3 separate regions of the Zea mays genome follow, and all the other regions are linked to region 1. Evidence: chromatin contacts called from public Hi-C data. All regions are on one chromosome and are shown on one strand. The core of a region is the stretch at or near the end of the contact, and the rest is flanking DNA. Distances in the headings are between cores, read along the strand shown. Region 1 holds the start of LOC103643866 (protein OPAQUE10-like). Region 2 holds the start of LOC100283191 (pinin/SDK/memA/ protein conserved region containing protein). Region 3 holds the start of LOC100283054 (gtk16 protein).

What was found. A called contact is a pair of places that touch in the nucleus more often than the background predicts.
Region 2: a contact with region 1 is called in a Hi-C map of leaf, with 2.9 times the contacts expected there. The contact joins the promoter of LOC100283191 here to the promoter of LOC103643866 in region 1. A contact is called at or near these places in 5 of 25 Hi-C or Micro-C datasets (ear, endosperm, leaf and 1 more).
Region 3: a contact with region 1 is called in a Hi-C map of leaf, with 6 times the contacts expected there. The contact joins the promoter of LOC100283054 here to the promoter of LOC103643866 in region 1. A contact is called at or near these places in 6 of 25 Hi-C or Micro-C datasets (ear, leaf and tassel).

The regions. Positions count from the first base shown.
Region 1 is chr1:271,547,535-271,552,168 of Zm-B73-REFERENCE-NAM-5.0, forward strand. LOC103643866 (protein OPAQUE10-like) reads right to left here and starts at 2,735. Exons shown (of 8, transcript NM_001358048.1): 1 at 2,367-2,735; 2 at 980-1,071; 3 at 524-674. The coding sequence starts at 2,573.
Region 2 is chr1:271,330,832-271,335,465 of Zm-B73-REFERENCE-NAM-5.0, forward strand. LOC100283191 (pinin/SDK/memA/ protein conserved region containing protein) reads right to left here and starts at 2,433. Exons shown (of 10, transcript NM_001156093.2): 1 at 2,292-2,433; 2 at 2,105-2,206; 3 at 1,939-2,004; 4 at 1,680-1,832; 5 at 1,468-1,581; 6 at 697-768; 7 at 103-186; 8 at 1-10. The coding sequence starts at 2,366. It overlaps LOC100282419, which reads left to right and starts at 2,619. Exons shown (of 11, transcript NM_001155330.2): 1 at 2,619-3,038; 2 at 3,135-3,254. The coding sequence starts at 2,800.
Region 3 is chr1:271,755,099-271,759,732 of Zm-B73-REFERENCE-NAM-5.0, forward strand. It overlaps LOC100283054 (gtk16 protein), which reads left to right and starts at 2,373. Exons shown (of 4, transcript NM_001155956.1): 1 at 2,373-2,825. The coding sequence starts at 2,566.

The DNA.
Region 1 (4,634 bases), core at 1,485-3,984:
GAATACAGTTGATCTAAAATAGGTAGATAAGCATGGAAAAAACAGGGAAGTTCAGAGCAAAAAGGCAAAGGTCGACAGATTTGTAGCTATAGCTAATGCTTCTTCAGTTTCATTGCAGCAATGTTAGTCAGTAGAGCACATGTAACTCACAAGGAAGTAGTACAAAACACCATCACTAGCAGATTCAATAGTAGTTTTTTTAGATTTCCTCATGCACAAGTATTGACAGAGCATTTCATGCACCACAGACAATTTACACGGATCAAACTCATCAGACTGGCTACTTGCAACGGAATTCATGCTAGGAATATGCTTCGTACGCATTCGTGGAAAGAAAGCTTCATTCAAGCTCCTCAAATGGGAAAAATGTTTTGAAAGATTTGTATTTGTTCACTTTTACCAAAATTAATGCACTTCAAGTTAACAAAAATATTGAACACATGAAGTTAAAATCAAGAATTTCGCTCAAAAATATATTAATAGAACCGAATCGTCTAGAAGGAAAATGTGCAAAGATCCATACCTTTAGAAAGGAGTCAACTTTTGAATAGGGCATGTATTTTCCACTACTTCTACCGAAGGATAGTCTCTCATAAATATACACTTTTGATTGTTTCAATTGTTCTCTGTTATTTTTTAGTAACATTTTCCATAATACCTTGGAAACTTGAAACCTAATAGCACAAACATAACAAGTCAGCAGAATACAGTAAATATCAGAGAGAGAAGCACACAATTAATCATAAAACAGTTCTATTCTTTCACAAACCATTTATCCTAGGCATTCTTTTATCTGATTGATTGACATCATAATGCTCAAGCAAGTAGACACTTGCAAAGAGCCAAAACTATCTGAGCAAAAAATATACAGATCAGTGGGATCCAAGATTTTGGTAGCGACGCCATATCCATATGCATAGCACAACATGCTAATTACTTTTATTCATGCAGGGAGGCCTCATGAAGAAACTGATCTTACAGTAATTCTCCGTCAGCAAGAAGATCAGCAACTAAAGCGTCTTCACCAAACCTAAGATGTAGAACTTCTCCAAGCCAGATCTTTGTTTGTGTCTGAAACAAACGTGAAAATAAATAGAGATGAAAAATTAAGTACATGATTACGTAAACTCTAGAATAGCATGTGTAGTCTCTGGTTTACAGAAGCAGGATAACTAACAAGTTTTCTTTTGAAACAAAAACTAACAAAATGTTTTATCATTCCAAATCAAGGACAGTGTCAACAAAAAGGAGAAAGCAAACACTATACATCCTAAGAATATGAGTAATACAGTTCTCGGGCATTGTATTAAGAAAAAAACATTCTCGCACAGGTCGAGAAAACCTCATGTGCTTTGTCGTGGTACAAACGAGTGGATTTAAATTCGCACCCACGGGAACTTAAACTCAGGATCTGAGAAGTACTACTCAGACCACCTAGCCAACTCAGCTAGAAGCTCTTTCGCTGTAACTCGGAATAATTGTATATACACTGCATCTTATTTATAAACCATAGCAATTGAATTGGCTATACCTCACTAGGTTGTATTGTGTTTTAACAAAACTTAACAGATTTAATGGCATGTATATGCCATCTTTACTCACATGAGTTTAATGCACGAATGCAGATACTTTTTTGAGAAACCAAGGCATCTTGGAGAATGAAATTACACTGGCCAATGTCTCCTGTAGTATTGAAGTAGCTATACTCAGCAAGGACCATTTGCCATGCCCTTATCTTAACTTTGTCAGGAAGAGATTGGATCACCGATGTGATATTCTACTAATTCTGTTGACACGGAGAAATGGTCCAGCAAGCACATGCCATTTTTGACATTAACCACGACTAAAAATGGCAAAATAGCTATAAAAGAAAGTCTACTACCCACTGATCGATCTGGAAAACATCAGTTTTAACAGCACCATAGTAGTACTCTACTCAACAGTCTAACAAAGTCCGGAGTCCGGACACCACGAACCAGCCAAACTGAACCCATATGCAACCGTAACGACAAAGAAATTAATCGGCGACTCTTTAGTTCATGTTGCCATCTTATCTACTCGGTAATGCAAGAAAAATCGAATTCATCGACAAGGGATTCTGGTATGATGTCTGGCGTGCGAACCCCGATGAATCAAGAGCGCCACAGGGAACGGGTCGTATGAACCTTCATGACAAGAACCACTGGATAATCTGGCACCAATACAGGACGGCGTCCATCACCTCAACAGCAGGCACGGCGGAAGCCACTCCACCAAACCGCGAGGGGGTCGGAGGTCCAAGCAAGCACACTCACTCACTGTTCCATTAGCTCCCTGTTCCCCCAAGAGCCCCAACCGAACAGAAAAGCTTCGGGATCGGACCTCACCTGCAGGAAGGCCTCGTCGAGCTCACGGAAGGTGGACGCGGACGACGCCTCGTCCACCCGCACCGCCCCCGGCCCCTGCTGCGCACTCCTCATCCCGCCGCCTCCTTCTCGATCACCGAATGTCACCACGTCACGGGGTGCCCGCCGCCCGATGGCGCTCCAGCTCAGATCCTCGTGCGGCCCGCCGCGCGCGGCGTGCAAGCTCATGGCCGTGTGCCGTAGTTTGCTACTCGGCTACTCCACTTCAGCGGCGGGAGGAGGAGGATGCGTGAGCACGCGTTGCCGTTTGCGTGCGCGCGCGCCTGGGGTGGGCGGCGCGGGCTGCAGCCGTGGAGGCGAGGCAGAAGCCGCGTGTCGCGTGCTGCGCCGGAATGAGCGCGGCGCTGCCGCTGCTGCACCTGCGCGCATTTACTGGCGCGTTTTTCTCGCGGCGAACGACGAGGACATGATTGGATTTTTCCCGTTTGCGGGTGCCGAGACCGAGGGGCCAGAGGGCGGGGCGCGTAAATTCTCCGGGTCGAGCCAAGCGGCATTTGCCGTGTGCAGGTGCAGCGACGCCGACGCGGACTAGCGTGGCCGTAACGTGGGCAGTCAGCGAGCGGCACACGAGTGACTCGCGGGAGTGGGATTCAGCCATTCAGGAGCTGAACCGGACAAAAACGCAGGACGAAAGGGACCGCGCCCGAACCGTGGGCGTCCGATGCGCCATCCGGTTCGTGTGGCCGGGGGGCACTCGCGTACGGGATTTTGCGCATTTGCGCTACACAACGACGCCTTGAAAGGAGAAGACGAGTTCCTTACGAAATTATTGAGCGGTGTGTGTTTGTCTATATAGATTTAAATCATCGGCTGGCTACCACGCTCAAATCACAAAAGAGAAGCATCCCGCCACCCAGGCGATCAGGACTAGCAAGGAGTGGCTTGGGCTGCCTTGCCTTACTAGAATGGCCAAAGGCGTTCACAGGTTAAATGAGACGATCGTAAATCTAGACTGGTGCTTCTATAGGATAAATTTAGGCTGGTGACATATGGTAATACCGATTACCGAACACATGTTTTATTGGGGACAAAGCCAAATAAGTTTTTGAAGCGTTTTTTTTTCAAAAAGCATTCTTGGAGATACGGTTGGATATTTCGTCATAGTTCAAGTTGACTCGGTTTGGCTCGTTAAGCTAACAAGCCACAGAGTCGACTCGTTTATTAGCTCGAGTTGGCTCGTTTACCTCGTGAGACAGAGATTATATATATATATATATATATATATATATATATATATATATATATATATATATATATATATATATATATATATATATATATATATATATATATATATATATATATATATATATAATAATCAATTTCTAGTTAATTTTAAACTAATTTAACAATAGAAAATAATAATTATACTCATAGTTTCACAGACCACGTCAATGTAATACCAAATTAACATAATTCATCACTCATCAATTCACAATTAATATACATGTTCAACAGTTTAACCCACAGTTATATTTGCATAGACAAATTTAATGTATAGATATAGTTAATCAATTATTATGTAAATAATATGCATATAGTTCCTTTTTCTAAAATGTGGTAGCTCGTTTAATTCGTGAGCTAGCTGGTTAACGAATCGAGCTAGAATGTTAAAAGTGCTCAACTCGTGAAAAAAAACAATAGAACCAAGCCGACGGACCACGAGAATTTCGTGGGGCCCTAATTAGAGATGCACCTCAGATCATGTCTGCCCTTATTTCGATTCTCTCTTCGTCCGCTGGGCGGCTGGGCCACACTAAACCGCGGCCCACCTCACCACCACCAGTTTATTTTTCTGTTGCTGCCAAATGGTAGTGCCATGGCTTTGTTGTTTTCTCTTATCTCAATGCCTATGACACCACTCCAAGTCTCCAACTGCTAGGTCGACACAGACAAGTCACAAGTGTGCATAAAATTCGCAAACAACTAGCACCACACCGTAACTCGACTATTTTGCGCGGCAACACTCATGCTCGGAGTCGTAGTCGTGACACTTCAACGATGGGAGAAGTGTTTTTTTTTGTTGGCTATTCAGCTGAAGTTGGAGATTGATTTTGGCCGTCTAACTATAAAACCAGAAGCCTTTTACCATTTGACTATGAACCATTTACATTTAGTTATCGAGAGTGGTCTGAACTGCGTTTTTGCTGACAAGTGGCAGCGTCCAGCGTGTGTGTCGTGAACAAACCACACTGCCCTGCACGCCAAACACACATTACCCCTGTCCAG
Region 2 (4,634 bases), core at 1,183-3,682, 220 kb before region 1:
CGCGAAGCGTCTAAAAAAGAGCATCAAGGATTGTATAATTCCAAAGTAAATATCAATTGAAATGTGTGGTTCTAACAGATAAATACAAACCAACAAACTTACCATATCACGCTTACGCTTCTCTGCAATTTGCTCACGTTCCTTCTGTCGCAGCCTTTCACTTTCTTCGCGGACCTTTTGCTCAGCCTAAAACCAATTGATTATTTCAGTATTAAATGGATTTTAGTGATCCACTCCATAACATCCAATTACATATGTGAAATGTGACAACTTAAAGAGAACACAGAATTCCTCGGAAATATTAAAGATCTGACTGTGTGCACTCAGCCACAATTAGTAAATATTTTTTCCATGATGTATTGTCCTAAGTATACTCAAGTATGAGAGCATGCAGATATCAAGGTTCCATTATTTAACAAGTTCCTTTTTAGCACGAATGAATTTTAGCATCAAAATTGACATTACTGTTATATATTATGTGTTATAAATTATTTTTGTTTCTTCAGAAACAAATGTCGGATGCACTCTGCACAAAATTTCACAAGTAGAAGCTGTGCCCATAGGAACACCAAATGTGCTGGCATAGATTAAGCAGTAAGCACATATGAAAATCACAATACAGAAGCACTTATTACATCATAGAAGTAGCCCCTACTGGATACCAGCCATTAACTTTGATGGAAAAAGTAAGCAAACCTTTCGCTGAGTCTCTGATCTACGCAGAAAAGCCTCGGAGTTAGATAGTTTTTTATCTTCTTGTTGAAATTTCTGCATTGCAGGCAGTAGAATAAGATAAACAAAATTTCACACAGTGATGTACTGATGTTATGATGTATAAACCCAGACAGGTGTGCAAGCAATGGCACTGGCACACCCAACATCCAAAGATAGAGAATCCTGGACATTGGGTGGGCTGTGCTATATAAAATAATGCTAGGTAGCAACATGTCAATGCAAAGTTCCTTAGATTGGAATAAGTACGTATCATTGGCAACCAAACTCACAGGCATAAATATAACATTGCGGGAACAGGACACTAATGGGGTGTTTGGTTTTAAGACTGAGTTAGTCCATCATCTACTCATTCCTCACTTTTTTTTGTTTGGTTAGTGCAATGGAATAGGATGGTGCATAATCACCCATTCCTCACAAGTCAATAATTTAAAACTATTACGAGGAATGGAGCCATTCCACCAAAATTGAGGAATCAACTCATGATGCACCACGCCACCACCTCATCTAGAATGTAGAATCGAGTGGTTCCTCAAACCAAACACCCTGTAAATGGATTTAGTATTTTGTTAAGTTGATACCCAGCTGGCAGGTTTGTTAACACTGGCCAACAGAACAGGTAAAAGCTAATCAAGTTTTTCCAAGGAATGAGACAGAAATAGAGAACAGCCACATTAGGTCAATATGTATTCTTGCAGGAGTACAGATTCATCATTATGCAAAGAATTGCTTTACCTCTAATGTACCGACAAGAAGCTGCCCCAGCATCCTCTTATTTCTTCTCACCAAATTCGGGTCCTCATTCCTGGGAAGCTCCCTTGGAGCTGGCTCTGGCAGCGAATTATAGTCCTATAACCAAACGAAACAAGGTAAGCTCCACAAGATGACATATAACCGTGAATAGCAAAACCACAAGACATCCACACTTTGTTCTAATAAGTACTCACCACTCTCCTCTGCATCCGCAAGCCACCATCCCTTCTGAACCCGCCATTGTTGAAACCCCTCCCGGCACTGCCTTCAGTGGCACCTGAACCTGTCCCATGCCCCTCCGCATCCGCATCCTTTGTGCCTTCCTCGTTATTTTCAGCCCCATCCACCTCCAGTTGTTATGTCAAGCAACCAGACATAATTTTATTGTTTCGACAAGCAGACCATTACAGACTGTGCAAACAGAAGCGAAATTGAAGCAGAAAAAGAAGATACCTTAACTACGGCTGATAGCAGCCGACGCTTCTGCGGAGGTTGATCCCCCGATTCCGGACCCACAGCCTACATCAGAGACATTGATGACAAAAAGAAGTGTTACGAGTACACAAATACATTAAGCAAAACGATGGGTGCGTGAGGGAGGTGCAGGGGAGAAGCGTACGGGTCTCGCGAAGCCGCGGAGCGGGCGGGGGGCCCCGGGTCCAGGACCAGGGCCGGGGGCGCCGCGGCGAAGGCCACGGGGGTCGCGCAGGCGCTCGGTGATCTGTTGATGGGGACGAGAAAAGGTCAGGGCAGACGGCCCGGAGACTCGGGGCTTCGAGAAGCGCTGGACAAAGAAAGAGATGTACCTCGCGGTGCTGACGCTGGAGCTCCTGGAGCTCGCGGCGGATGTCCTCAGCCGTCTTCTCTGTCGCGGCGGCCATCGCCGTCGCCCGTCGAGAGCCGGGAGGGAGGAGGGTTTGGGTTTGGCTGCGCTCGGATTGGCAACCTGGGAACGATGGTTGGGGGTTTCGGTGCCCTAGTATAGGGTGCGGGTTGCCGAGACGGCTTTGGGGTGGTATGTGCCGTTGGATCTTGCATCGTTTTACGGTGAGGAGTACGCGTGGAGCGGGTCCTGGGCCGAACGCCCGAACCCGTGCATCACAAAGGAGCAAAGACGACAATAATTTGTTTCTGGGTCGACAACAATTTGCCGGGCACACCCAAGACCCGCGGAAGCCACGACGACAAGCCTCCATCGCCTCTTGTTGTTTGCGGGCCCCATACGTCAGAGACCACAAGCCCGAGGCTTAACTCTCCCTGCCGCTAATCCCTCGCGCCGCCGGAGGGAAGCAAGAGATAGATCTGTCCGCGGCCATGGCGGCGGCGGCGGCGGCGGCGGAGCAAGGCGTGGACGCCGCGAGGAAAGAGGAGGAGGAGGAGCAGGTAGTGAATCCGTGGGAGGTGTCGGCGGGGAAGGGCGGCATCGACTACGACAAGCTCGTGGACCAGTTCGGCTGCCAGCGCATCGACGACGCGCTCGTGGACCGCATCGCACGCCTCACCGCCCGACCACCGCACTGCTTCCTCCGCCGAGGCCTCTTCTTCGCCCACCGGTACCGAGCCACCCGCAAAAAAAAAAGGCCCTAGTTTTTTTTATCCCCGTAGGAGGACGTGCTGACGAATTTTTGTGTGCTTTTCTTATGTTATAGTGATTTGAACGAGATACTGGATTTGTATGAGAACGGGCAGAAGTTCTACCTCTACACGGGGAGGGGGCCCTCGTCGGAGGCCCTGCACCTCGGCCACCTCATCCCCTTCATGTTCACAAAGTAAGTAGTATGTCTCGGTTATGAAAGTTGGGTACGACTCCTCAGTTTTTTCCACATCGGTAAAACCGAATTTCTTTACCATGTAACGAAATTACAAGGTTTAATTACAAGGTTTTTAAGAGCATCTCCAAAAGCTCCCCAGAAGTCTCCCCTAAATCTATTTTTTTTTTTGGGAAAAACACAAAAACATGTCTCCAACAGTTCCCCTAAAGCGCCCCCAATTTTTTCATAGCCCTTAAAACTCCCTCATTTGTAGCTACAAATGAGGGGTTTTTTGGGCTCCCCAGAAACAAACTGCTGATTTAAGGGATCTGTTGGAGAAAGGATTAAAATTTACCCCCACTTATTATTTAGATGTCCCTTAAAACTGATTTTGAGGAGTCGTTTTATGGAGAGCTCTTGGAGATGCTCTAAGCCCTGTTTGTTTCCCTACAAGATTTATAATCCAGCTTATAGATTATATAAGCACCTATTGACTTGCTTATGGATTATCATAATCTAGGTATCTAGATTACATAATTCACATAATAATTTAGATTCTTTGTTTACCTCTCAACTTATTTAAGCTGGATTATATAATCTTGAGGGTAAACAAACAGGCCCTTATTCTAACTTTCATGCAACGCGAAACTAAACGAACCACCCTTCTACTGCTCACCCAGGGAACAACCATCAGGTGGGTAAACCCAGCACCTACGAAACACATACCATGCTAATTGCTAACAAGAACAGGAGATGCAAAAAAGGGCTCCTGTACATGGCCCTTGACCTTAGCAGCGCGCAGTCTGAACTAGCTGAAAAAAACCTAACACCCCGTTTGGATGTAGATATTGGAGCATATAATTGTGAATTGGAATCACCTTTCCTAAATTTTGTTGTTTGGTTGCACATGGAATTGAGATTTGGAATTAGAGGCTAAATTATCTGAAATTGGACTATAACTAGAAACCCCCTCTCCCAATACAAAACCTCACTCCTCGGTATTGCATGGAATTAGACCGCACAATTCCAAACTCCAATTAAGTGAGATCCAAACAATAGAATTGGAATTACATCTCATTTCAATACCATGCATGATTTGATATTCAACTCAATTCAATTCCATCCTCTCCAATATCGACATCCAAACGGAGCATAAGCCTTTTCACGCCGAAAGCTCCTAAACTTGACCAGCATACGGCACGATCCGCCTTTCCTTCTGCACTTGAGATTTCATGTCTTTTTGATGAAAGAGCAGAGCAATCGCCTTGATGGTCTCCGCACCCTGAAGAACCTGCTTCTCAAGCTCCGCCTTCTGTAGCACTGCCCAATATGTAATAATAGACATCACATAAAGAACCTCAATAGGGGATTTAAGGCATGTTTGGATCGCAGCCTCAC
Region 3 (4,634 bases), core at 1,123-3,622, 210 kb after region 1:
CCGAGACCTTTATACTACAGTGAGTAATTATTTCTTTTATATTATGATTATTTCATCATTACATTATTTATTATCTATAAATCTTGATATGTTTTATATATACACATAGTTAAAAGGTCTAGAAAGACAGATTAAACTTGCAGCAGAACATAAAGAGCTTTACCAAGGCAAGTGGTCGAACCTTGATGTTGCATCATGGCCAATTATAGAGAAGATCACAACACAAATGCAAACCGATGGGTAAAATTCATGTGACCACCACTCTACAAAATTGGTTGTATTTATTTTCATATATACATAGAAACTCACCCGATCCGTTAAATTTCATATAAGGGTATCTTGCGGGTTATGGATGATAAACTATATGGAATACTGGATAGGATCTTCCCTATCTGATAACGTAACTCAAGTAGAGGACGTATATTTATAGGAACAATGTTTCTTTTGTTCTAATTTATATACTTGCAGGATGATATAACAATGTTTAGGTTTAAGCTATCTGTAATATTATGGGACTCGAGATTAAACACAAAGAAAATACATCAAAATCTTGACCACAATGTGGATGAAGATTGAGAGAGTTCAAGTGATCTTGAAATAATCGATACTCCATGTGAGTTACCTAAATCGTCAAATACATCACATCAAATTAAACCATATATATCTTCATGTGTTCTGCCTGCTAAAGTAACATCAACAAACACACAAGAACTGATGTTTGTGTTATGCACATATATCATGGGGATAGACAACGCCAAATATTTAAAATAAGTTAATTCTCATTTAATATAATATATGCATGGTAAATATTCATGCTTTAACTATAAAAACAAATGTTCATTTAATAGGAAACATTGGATTCAGAGCACTAAACTCTATCCAATTTTTTAAGTCTTAAAAAACTTAAAGATATATTGGATGTAAATAAGCCGATAGATACAGATTGTTTTAACATGGCTGTTCGGATGATCGCATGCAATGATGACTTGTTCTTGTTGAAAGACAAATACCACTATATGGATCTACAGTTCTGTGTAAGTTGAAGTAATTAGTCTTTATTCATATAAGTGTGTTCATTATATCATTATTTTACTAACAAAAAGTAGTCCATAACTAAATTTGGTCGAGACCCTCGCCTTCGTGCAAAGCCAGATATCAACATGTTGGCAAAATTATTAGAATGTTGGCCTACCATAGAGTACGATGTTTCAGATTGCAAACAAGTAAGCTATACTCTTTCATCATTTTTGTAATCTTGTTTTTTTCTCTTACTTGAACTATTTTTTTAAATTGTAGATTCTATTGTCCGATTCTTTCTTGGGTCACTTCACCTTATATGTACTTAACATGGACACTAGAAGCATCTATATAATGTACTCCATGCCTATACCATCATGGTTTAAGGGTGATGATCCTAACATGCATTATATCCATAAAATACATTATATTGGCAATAATATGAATGCTGCCATGGAATTGGCCAATCCTATATGGAAAGACGATATTTATATGTGGTGTCGTATAGTACCAACATGAGTTCTAAGAACATTAAACTGGTAATTTTTTTAACCTGAACAACTTATTAATTTGGTCTACATATATGTAACAACATATTATTTTAATTTGTAGGGATTTATCCGCCTTTCTTGTTATCAACTTTATGCACGTTTGGAATGGTATAAGGTTATCCTGCATTTGCACCGTGAGTACCCTATTTGTTCCAATACTTTGTCAATATCGTTCTTCTATAATTGATTATTAATTGAGTTCAATGATATGTAATAATGAATATGCAGAATGGGAATGTCTTGAGGACCAAATTTTTAGTAGAATTAATGAAGTACAAGGACAATGAATCCAAAGACAACATTCCAGAAGAAATACAAGAAATTATTAGACACATCAGATAAATATGATTTTATTTGTAATGATACTCAACTTTTACAGAAAATTATTATCCTTAATGTATATTCACTTCATTTTAATTTGTCGTCTTACTAAGATTTCAGCGTTTATTAATAATAATAAACAAATATTCATATTTTTGCACATCTTATTATCCTAATTAATTTTTATTGTCTTTTAGGTTCGTTGTATCGTTAATACGGGCATACTACTAGTATTTATAGAGGTAAAGATAGGTAAAGATGAAAATACTGTACTTGTCGTCGTAGTGTCACGAGGAAGTCTTGGTCACCAGAGGCCCGGGAAATAACTGGGCCAAGTCCAGGCCCTGTAGACAAGTCAAAAGACAAAATACACATCCGGGCACATCCCACCCAATCGACGTGCCGGATCAAACACGCCCCCCCTCCAAAAGAAAAAAAAACAAAAAAGCCGAACAAAAAACACGACGCGGCACAGAACATAGCACCGCACCACCGCACCGGGCCTCCTCCGAGTCTCCGACCTCCTCCTGTCTTCGGTGTCGTCGCCCGCCTCCCCATGAGGCCGCCCTCGAGACATGCCTCGTAGCCTCGGCGTCAGTAGCAGCAGCAGCACCAGGCGCTCCCTCCGCGTCGCGCCCCCCGCCTCACCCCCGCTGCGGCGGCCGCCGTCGCCGGCATGGCCATGCCGTTCGCGCGCCGCGACATCGAGGCGGCGGGCGCCGGCGCCAGCAGCGACGACTCTCCTGCCGCTAAGAAGGGCAAGCCCGAGCTCGCAGGGGCGCGCCCGGCTTTGACGAGGTCCGAGGCGTTCGCGTTCGCGGCCGTGCTCGCGCTCTTCACCGCCGGGATCTTCTGCGTCTTCCTCACCGCGCCACGCGGCGAGTTTGGGCAGATCCTCCGCCTCCCGCGCAGCCTTGCCGACGTCCGCCTTCTCAAGTACGCATATCCCTGCCCGCTTTCTCTTTGTTCCCCCGATCGGCCTTTTATTTGGATCAGGCTTATTTCGTATCTGAGGCGCGTAGTGTAAATCATGCTGCAAGCATGGTATCTATTGATTAATTAGTGCTACTTTGGATGTGATTTCGGATGCCGATTTCTGAGGACTAGGCTGTTCTTCAACATCAGAATAACTTGATGGAGGTGTGAGATTTCGTGATGCGTGAGATCGAAGATGAACACATGGTTCAGTCAAATAATACTGAAGCTATGTTTTAGTAGATGCAAATTTAGACAGTTAGGAACATTTGATATGTTGGTTACCAATTTCAATGAAGGGGACAAAAGAGGGCTCCTTTCCTATCTGATCTTGCAGCGACTCCACATGGGAGACGTTGTCTAAGTCAAAACCTCGTTAGGAATAAGCCAAGACTAGGAGCTAATTGGCTGTACTGCCTGTACAGAGTTCAATAGCGTAAATGTCGTGGACAGCGACTGGCTTTCTTTCTTGCTGTAAATTCTATCTCTCGGGAGTCAGTACTCAGTAATCAGTAACACTATAATTCTTCTCAGGTTATTTAGCAGGGGAAATTTGCAAGTATATTGGGCTTGCAAGTCAATTTTTCAAAGCTTCCCATTACCATCATCCATACAAGAAAGATGCTACCCACATTTATGTTGGGTTTTACATGTTAGAGAAGTATTTAGTTGTAGATATAATATAAGCACTGGCCAATGCTGTTGTGGTACCAAATTAACTAGTTACAGTTTTTTTTGGGACTACTGTACCATTACCATTTTTGTTGAAAAAAGTAAATATTCCCATTCTATCCATACCTCCTGTTGAGGTTTGGTACGAGTTCCTTAGGCTTTGTTGTGCATCCAATACAATAATTTGAATCTTGTAAAGTTACTGGCACTAATATAAGATCCTGAATCTAATATGATTCAAGAGCTAGGTTTATTTTGTAGTTTTCCATCAAGATAACACGATTTATCCTTGTAAATACTAAATAGATATTTAAACCCGAGCTGGTTATTCGAAATGTAAATCTGAACATTTAAACCCGAGCTGGCACAGTGCGGGAAGCCTACGGCACTGGATACGCCCTTTTAAGAATAGACATTTGACCTCCGTCACCATCAACTAAATCATAGGATTGTTTCTCCTATCCCTCAGTTCTGGATTACTAATTTAACAAGAGAAGAACTCACTGTAAATTAGTTATAATAACTACCAATTTGTCATTTGTTCTGATGTATTAGGGTGTCACCTTGCATATCTGCTACAACCAGCCAACCACTCACCAAATCATAGTACACTTTCAGTTATTCACTTACATTTCTTGTTACACAACACAGATACTCATTTTGCTTTGTTTTGGTTAATTTAACAGTTTCATTAGGTGCCTAAGAGACACTGCAAGTATTTAGCAAAATCTAGCACACTGGTGTGCTCCTACATTTCAATTACAGCCCCCCCCCCCCCCCCCCCCCTTTTAAGATACAAGCTGAGTGCATCTGATGCTATTTTCCTATTTAAACATTTTACTTGTACTAGTTTATTAGCCATACAGTTCTCAGAATTTTAAATCCTAGTGCAGGTATTACTGAACACATAGCCAATTTGTTTTAGTTGATTTCTGGTAGGCTTAGACTCTGTTGCCTTTGGTGGATAATATCATAATAACAAGAAAAAATTGTGAGTCATTTATTTTGTTATAGATACATGGTTTTTACTATGTATCTAGACATAGCGATAACATGTATCTATGTGCATATCAAAAAGTATGGACCTTGGAAAGCTTA